Linked DNA regions of Sus scrofa: region 1 is linked to region 2. A link is a contact called in public HiChIP or PLAC-seq data. All regions are on one chromosome and are shown on one strand. Each heading gives the region's core, a stretch centred on a gene start, on an enhancer-like site or on the middle of the called end of the contact. The rest is flanking DNA. Distances are from core to core; before and after follow the strand shown. Region 1 holds the start of XYLT1 (xylosyltransferase 1). Region 2 overlaps XYLT1 (xylosyltransferase 1).

Region 1 (3,703 bases), core at 3-2,502, 290 kb after region 2:
AAGATCTGCGGAAGGCACAGTTTCAGAGTCTGTGCTGTTCACACCCAAGGAGGGCAAAGTAAACCCACAGGAGCTTAAGTCGTGATGCTGTGATCGGCCACACAGCTGGTGACAGGAATTAGCCATACTCAAGACAGAGGGCCAGACACAAACACCCAGATTGCGGCCATGCCCTGACACCGGAGCGCAGGGCGAGGAAAGTCAGAGAGGGCGGAGGAGAGGGCAAGGTTAGACGTGGAAGAGGCAGACATGCGTCTCAGGCATCCAGGGATGTTAGACAGGAGACCCAGAGTAAGACCAGGCACCCAAAACTGAATCTGGATTCCAGGGCACGACTGAGGACTTGGGGCACTGATCTCGGACCTCCTCTCAGGCCAGGCAAAGACAACTAGGCAGCAAGCAGAGGACCGAGGGGTATACATCCCAGCTCGGCCAAAACCCAAGCGATGCAGTGAGCACCACCGCCCAGGCAGCGGCTGAAGGTCCCGGGCACGGCCACTCTCTCAGACCGGGAGGGAGGCACCAACACCCATATGCACAGAGCAAGTCGGGGCGCCGAGGGAGAGTGACGGGAGACAGGAACCCAGCCAGGCTCTGGTAACCCCCCAAAGCACCTCCTCCGGAGATAACTTCCCCAGACCCCAAGGGGGCAGCCCTCGGCCCGTGAGCCTGAGCTGGGACCCCCATCCTGGTTTCCAGGGGAAAGCGATGTGGAGCCAGAAGGCTTGGGGAGTCCCAGTCTCCTGAGCGAGGTTCAAGGGCTGGGGGGCGCGGGGTCGCAACCGCCTATCTCCCTCCTTCCCTCCGGGACGCGAGCCCAAAGGGCATCTTACCAGCGCCCGCGAGGCCAGTGCCCCCCGGCTGGCCAGCTGCTGCACGCGGGGTGCTCCGGGGCCGCCTCCCCGCGCCCGCGCCGGGGGCCCCCGTCCTCCGCCGCCGCCGCCTCCTCCTCCTCGGGCTGCAGCTGGCTCGGCGGGCAGGTCCCGGCGCTCTCGGCGCGGGGCCGGGGCCGGGGGCGGCTGCTCCGCGCCGCCAGCCGCTGCGCCCCCGCGGCGCTCCCCGGCCCCGGAGTCTAGGCTGCTGAAATTCCACACGACCAGCGTCTGCAGTAGCAGCACGGTGAGCGCCGCGAGCAGCGCCGAGTGCGAACGCCGGGCCAGCCTCCGGGCGCACGGCGCCGCCACCATCTTCGGAGCGCGGCGGGCGAGCGGGGCGCGGGGACCCCGGGCGCTCCGGGCCGCCCCCGCGCTCCCCGCGGCTCCCGCGGCCGCCGCTGCCGCTTGGGCTCCCGCTCGGGCCGCCGCCGCCGCCGCCTCCTCGGCTCGCCGGTGCTCCTCCTCCGCCGCCGCCGCCGCCGCCGCCGCTGCCGCCGCCGCCGCCGCCGCCGCCTCCACCGCCGCGGCGCGGAGTTTTCAGACGGGCAGGGACCCGGACGTCACCAGGAGGAGGGGAAGGCGGGGAGGCGGGGAGCCGGAGGCCGCGGAGGGGGGCGGCGGGCGCGCGCGCTCGGGCGGGGCGCGCGGGGAGGGCGGGGGCCTAGGCCGCGGGGCTCCCCCTCCCCACACCCCCTTCTGAGGGAGGGGGTCTCGCGGGATGGGGAATGGGCTGGGGGGACGCGGGCCCCGGCGGAGAGGGGCGGGGCGTGGGGGCGGAGCGACGGAGGAAAAAGCAGGAGGGAGAGGAAGGGGGTGGGGGCGAGCGGAGGGGACCGACACCCGCCCGGACGCGAGCCGGAGTGGGTGGGGGAGAGGGGGACAGTCCCCGCAGCAGAGAAGGCCGGGCAGGGGCAGAAAAGCCTGAGGAGCTTCGGGTGAGGGTGGGCCCGCGCAGGATCAAGGGGAGGTCGGAAGCTCCAGGGGTCCTGAGATCCTGCCTTCCATGTGGGAGGCAAGCACGAGGCAGCTGAGTGGAGCCGCCTCCCCGCCCCGGAGTTGCGGTCCAGGTGTCTTCTTTGGGCACAGAGACTGCTTGGCAGGTGGAGACGCGAAAAAAGTGTCTGGAGTGTCAGAGCCAGGGAAGGGTCTCAAGCGGTGGATCCCTGAATCCCGAGATCCCTGGCTTGAAGGGGCAGGGAGGAGGCCACAAATAAGAATCCGTGAGTGATGACTCCTGAATCATACCCCACCCCCTAGTGCCAATGATGTCCTAAGTGCTTCATTGAGTCATTTCTTTGATCCCTGAGGACAAACGGGTCAGGAGACTTCCAAATCCAGTTGGCGAGCACGTGCCCTAGTGGGAAAAGGGAGAGACCCAGTGGAGTTTCTCATCCTTCACATGCTGCAAGCCCCAAAGTCTTGCCCCAGTCTTCCACTAGGTCCTGCTTCACCTCCGACCTGAAGCCTGCCTGCCTGCCCGCAAAGGGCTCAGCTCCTGGGAGAACTGGTCTTGCCTCCTAAACTGGAGGCTGGACTGGACTGGACTGTCCGGTGACCTTGAGCAGGGAGAACTCCTCCCTGGGCCTGAGCTTCCTCTCTCAATGAGGGTTTAAGCTGGCAACCCCAACGGACTCAAATTTCATCACCAGCCTTCTCTGACTCAGTCTTTCTAGTCTTTCCCTCCCAGTGTCCTCTTGCCCAGCAGCCCTGAGCACATGGTGAGCTGATAGAGGGAGTAGGTGTCCCAGACAGGACATAACACTCAGAATACAATAGCAGATCAAATCCTCAGCTTATGCATCGGAGACTCAGGGTGAGTGCTTTGCATCTTGACCACTGTGCTTTTAAACCTCATCCTAATTTTAAAGGGAAGAAAGTGGAGGAATAGAGGATCCATCCGAGAAGGAAGCAGGGAAGAGATTGTTTTATCCACTCAAGGAGGGTCCGTGAACATCATCAAGCGTCTGTCAGACACTGGGCGAGGCACAGAGGATCCAAAGGTAGGGCTTAACCTCCGCTCCACCAGCTTGGGGTCCAGAGGAGGAGCCAGATATACACATCAGTCATTAACAAGCAGTGAGGTCAATGCCACTTTGGAAATGTGCACAAATTGCTGTGAGTTCATGATGATGTGGTGGGAAGGACCACCAAGAAGACTTTCTGGACCCATGTAAGAGGCCAGCCTGCTTCCCTGAACTGGGAGTGTGAAATGCCAGCAAAAGGGGATCTAAACACCAGAGGAGACTCAGCCTTCAGAGTCTCCACGCCTGGCCAGACATATGGCCAGGTATAGAGGCCTCCCCCTTGGGCTGAGCCTACCTAACCACGAGTGAGATAACAGAGGCAAGCTTCTACTGCCATGCCACCAGTCTTCTATCCTCTGTTTATCTCCTGGGAATATTTTTGTTACAAATTAAAACATTTATTCTGTCTTAAAAATAGAGTTACCAGATCATATAACTAAATGTTCCAGTGATGACATCAGGTGAGATTTGATCAAGTAGCTCAGAACTATGACCTATGATTCGTTTTCTTTCCAACTCTCCCCTCTGCCTTTCATGAGATGTACTTCATCCTTAAGTTCTCTCCCGTCACAGTCTGGCATCAGTTACTCAGACTCATTGTATCCTTTGTTCATTTCTAGCCCAGGAGGAGGGTCAGTATTTTCCGGAATTCTCCTCAAAGTTTCAGATATTCTCCCTGATTGAACCAGCTTTAGGTCATAGGTCACTCCTAAACCGAGCCCTGTGGCCAGAAAGAGAATGTGCCGATTGGCTTGGCCAGGTCCCATGAACACCTCTGGCAGCCAGAGAGCTCTCCTTAGACAC
Region 2 (3,598 bases), core at 918-3,417:
CCCATTTCACACAAGAGGAAACTGAAGGACCAGTGATTGATGAAACTGGCCCAAGGCCATGCACCTTTCCAAGCACCCTGGTGCTCATCTCTAAAATGGGTTAATGGGGAGTTCCCGTTGTGGCACAGTGGTTAACGAATCTGACTGGGAACCATGAGGTTGCGGGTTCGGTCCCTGCCCTTGCTCAGTGGGTTAAGGATCTGGCGTTGCCGTGAGCTGTGGTGTAGGTTGCAGACACGGCTTGGATCCTGCATTGCTGTGGCTCTGGCGTAGGCCGGTGGCTACAGCTCCGATTCAACCCCTAGCCTGGGAACCTCCATATGCCGCGGGAGCGGCCCAAAGAAATAGCAAAAAGACAAAAAAATAAAAAAAATAAAAAAAAAATAAAATGGGTTAATGCTCTTGGACTTGGCGCTTCCTGTGGTCAGTGAGGATACTCAATCCTCCACCATCCCCTCATCTCTGTCCAGATCTTAGAAAGATAAAGACACGGAGGCATGATCAGTAGGAGCCATGTGTCAAAGTTATCTGGCTGTCACATGGCAGAGCTGGCATTTTTCGTTTATTTGCTTTTTTCATTTAGGGCCGCACCTGAGGCATATGGAAGTTCCCAGGTTAGGGGTCAAATCAGAGCAGCAGCTGCTGGCCACAGCCACAGCCACGCCAGATACGAGCTGTGTCTGCCACTTACACCACAGTTGACAGCAACACCAAATCCTTAACCTACTAAGCAAGGCCAGGGATTGAACCCCGCATCCTTGTGGGTCCTAGTCAGGTGCATTACTGCAGAGCCGCAACAGGAACTCCAGAGGTAACATTTTTCCCTGAGACCCCAGCGTGCATGCTCTTAGCCAACACCACACTGCGTCCTAGGATGGGGCCCTGGTGACCTTGAACCATTTGGAGAACTTAGACCCACCAAGGTGGGAAAAGTCCCAGAGGAAACTCTATTTGAGGACAGGAGGAGGATGAATGACCCTTCCCATCTCCCTGTAGGGGGCCTGTCCCCGCACTGAGACCAGGCTGCCGAGATGTGGGAAACGTCTCCCAGGCTCCCTGAGCAGAAGCCACGAGTTCCCGGGGATGTTCACCAAGACCGGCTTATTCGGGACACCTGCTTCTGCCGGCCCTGCAGCGCTTATCTGGGGAAATGATGCTACATGTCTTTCACTGTATCTAGTTACCTCCGTTTTGGAGGAAAGCAGGGAAATTCAGTGAACACAACATGCCCCTTCATTTAATTATGGAACAGTCAGGACCAATTTGGCAACTATTAAAATACTAGTTTGCCTTTGTGCCATCGCTTAGCAGCAGGAGCTGGAAGTCCAAATTGGCTGCTAAAGGCTGGAGGTGGGGACAGAAAGTCCAAACTGCTATTAGGAACCACGTGGAATTAAAAACTGAGGTACCCCGTGGCTTTTGTATCTCACTGCTTGCTTTCGGCCCTCCCCGTCTCTCTTCTTAACTCCTTGCCTTTGTCTTTTCCAAGGGATGGAGCATCAGAATGAGGGGGAATTTGGAAACCATCTGATTCAACCCCTCCTTTTTGGGGGGGTTCTTTTTAGGGTTGTTCCCACAGCATGTGGAAGTTCCCAGGCGAGGGGTCGAACTGGAGCTGCAGCTGCTGGCCTACACCACAGCCACAGCAATGCAGGATCCAAGCTGCGTCTGTGACCTACACCGCAGCTCATGGCAATGCTGGATTCTTAACCCACTGAGCAAGGCCAGGGATCGAACCCGAATCCTCATGGATACTAGTCGGTTTCATTCATGCTGAGCCATGACGGGAGGCCCTATATCTCAATTTAGAAAAAAAGATTTCTGCCAGCGAACTTCTTGGCTAGTTGATGTGATGTGTTCACTGTATTCTCCAGGAATAATAAGAAATAATTAAATGGCCAAAATAAACAACAACAACAAAATGAATTAACAGAGATATTCTGGGCCTGACGATGTCATTTAAAGCTGCCTAATTCAGTTATGTCTGAAGTCAGATACTAATATTCCAGTCGCATCACCCAATAACTTCCTTTTCCCTTTATGCGAGTTTGAGCTGGGTTTCTGTCACTTCCTACCAAAAAGAGTCTTTCCTGGCACACCATCAGGGCAGAACTAGAGCTAAGCCCCGCCCAGTATGCACACGAGGGAGACACGTGGGAAGAGGGGCGTGGCTGGGCTTGTGGGTGAGGCTGGTGACGCCTCAGCAGACAAAGAGGAAGCAGCGGCCCCTGATGGCACATTGGTTCCTTTACCATTAAATTAACCCTCAACTGCTGTCCTTAATTCATCTAAGTGAGAGAATCCCAGCTGAGAGCTCACACGTGAGTGTTGGAACATGGGAGCTATTCTGTCCAGAGAACCTTAGGTCTTAGGGTTTTAGAGGAGGTGCAGGCAGCATCTCCTTAGCCTGAGGCGTTATCCTGTCCTTCATGTTATGCCATTTGGGTACCATTTGTCAACTGCTAATGCACATCAACTGGACAGGATGTACTCACACAGCCAAAGGCACAACCCTGGCCCATGAGTCATCTATTTATTTCTTCCACCTGCAATACTTTGGTCCAACTTTTAACTCGGCAATGACATTGTTAGCACCACCACAGTCACCATCACTGGGCATTTATGATGTGCCGAATGCTTTATAAACAGCATCTCATTTAATCCACCAATCTCTTAAGTGGATTCATATTTTCAGTGTAGAGATAAGGGAACAGGCTCAGAGAGGTTAAGTCACTTGTCCAATGCAACACAGGCAGGACATAGTAGACCTGAACTCCAATCCAGGAGGTGTGACCTAAAAAATTGATATAATTTTCTTTTGTCTTTTTTAGGGCTGGATCTGTGGCATATGGAGGTTCCTGGGCTAGGGGTCGAAATCGGAGCTGTAGCCGCTGGTCTACCAGAGTCACAGCAATGGCAGACTCGAGCTGCATCTGCCACCTACACCACAACTCACGGCAGCGCCAGATCCTTAACCCACTGAGCAAGGCCAGGGATTAAACCCACGTCCTCATGGATACTAATCGGGTTCGTTACCGCTGAGCCGCAGTGGAACTCCAAAGCACAGGTATAATTTTAACCTCTGTGTTGTACCCAGTTCCTGGCACAGGGGCTGGAATAGCAGACAGAGAATAAATACTGAGTAGGCTAAAACAACAGTACCAGGGTGGATGTAATTCAGACACAAGTCTATCAACTTAGAGCGGGTCCCCTTTTCATGATGCGACTTTGCACAAAACATGCACTACAAGTTACCTGGAAGGGAAGAAGGGTCTTCCTTCTCTAACGGTGGACACCCCAATATCAGGGCTAGTTAAGTAACCACCTTCATGGAATCTTGTTCGGCTCCTCCCCGCTTCCACAGGCTTTGGGGCCAGAGAATTTGGTTCAAATCCTAGCACTTAGCGGCTGTGTGACTTTGGGAAAATCACTTAGGTTCCCAAAGACTCCCTTTCTTCTCTTGACAAACAAAAATCATAATTCTTATTTTTGCGCTGACTGGCTGTAAGCATGAGACTGGATCCTGTGTGCGAAAGGCTCAGCAGAGCAATGGACACTTAGTAGGAACACAACACACTATAGGGCCATGAGTCTTTTT

Evidence for each region. HiChIP or PLAC-seq counts read pairs in DNA pulled down with a chosen protein or histone mark.
Region 1: a contact with region 2 is called in an H3K27ac HiChIP or PLAC-seq map of alveolar macrophages. The contact joins the promoter of XYLT1 here to the enhancer-like site in region 2. A contact is called at or near these places in 2 of 5 promoter capture datasets (fetal liver and fetal skeletal muscle), 10 of 47 Hi-C or Micro-C datasets (blood, brain, embryonic fibroblasts and 6 more) and 1 of 2 datasets of contacts at active chromatin or transcription factors (alveolar macrophages).

What each region holds. Positions count from the first base shown.
Region 1 is chr3:27,491,377-27,495,079 of Sscrofa11.1, forward strand. It overlaps XYLT1 (xylosyltransferase 1), which reads right to left and starts at 1,253. Exons shown (of 12, transcript XM_021086555.1): 1 at 834-1,253. The coding sequence starts at 1,187.
Region 2 is chr3:27,202,599-27,206,196 of Sscrofa11.1, forward strand. All of the region lies in intron 6 of XYLT1 (xylosyltransferase 1), which reads right to left. Among named protein-coding and RNA genes, the nearest start is that of XYLT1, 290 kb to the right of the region's middle. Within about 2 kb of position 2,168, at least 5 of the 83 cell types and tissues checked have an H3K27ac peak or open chromatin away from gene starts, as enhancers often do. A contact at or near this core is called in alveolar macrophages, where this site is marked.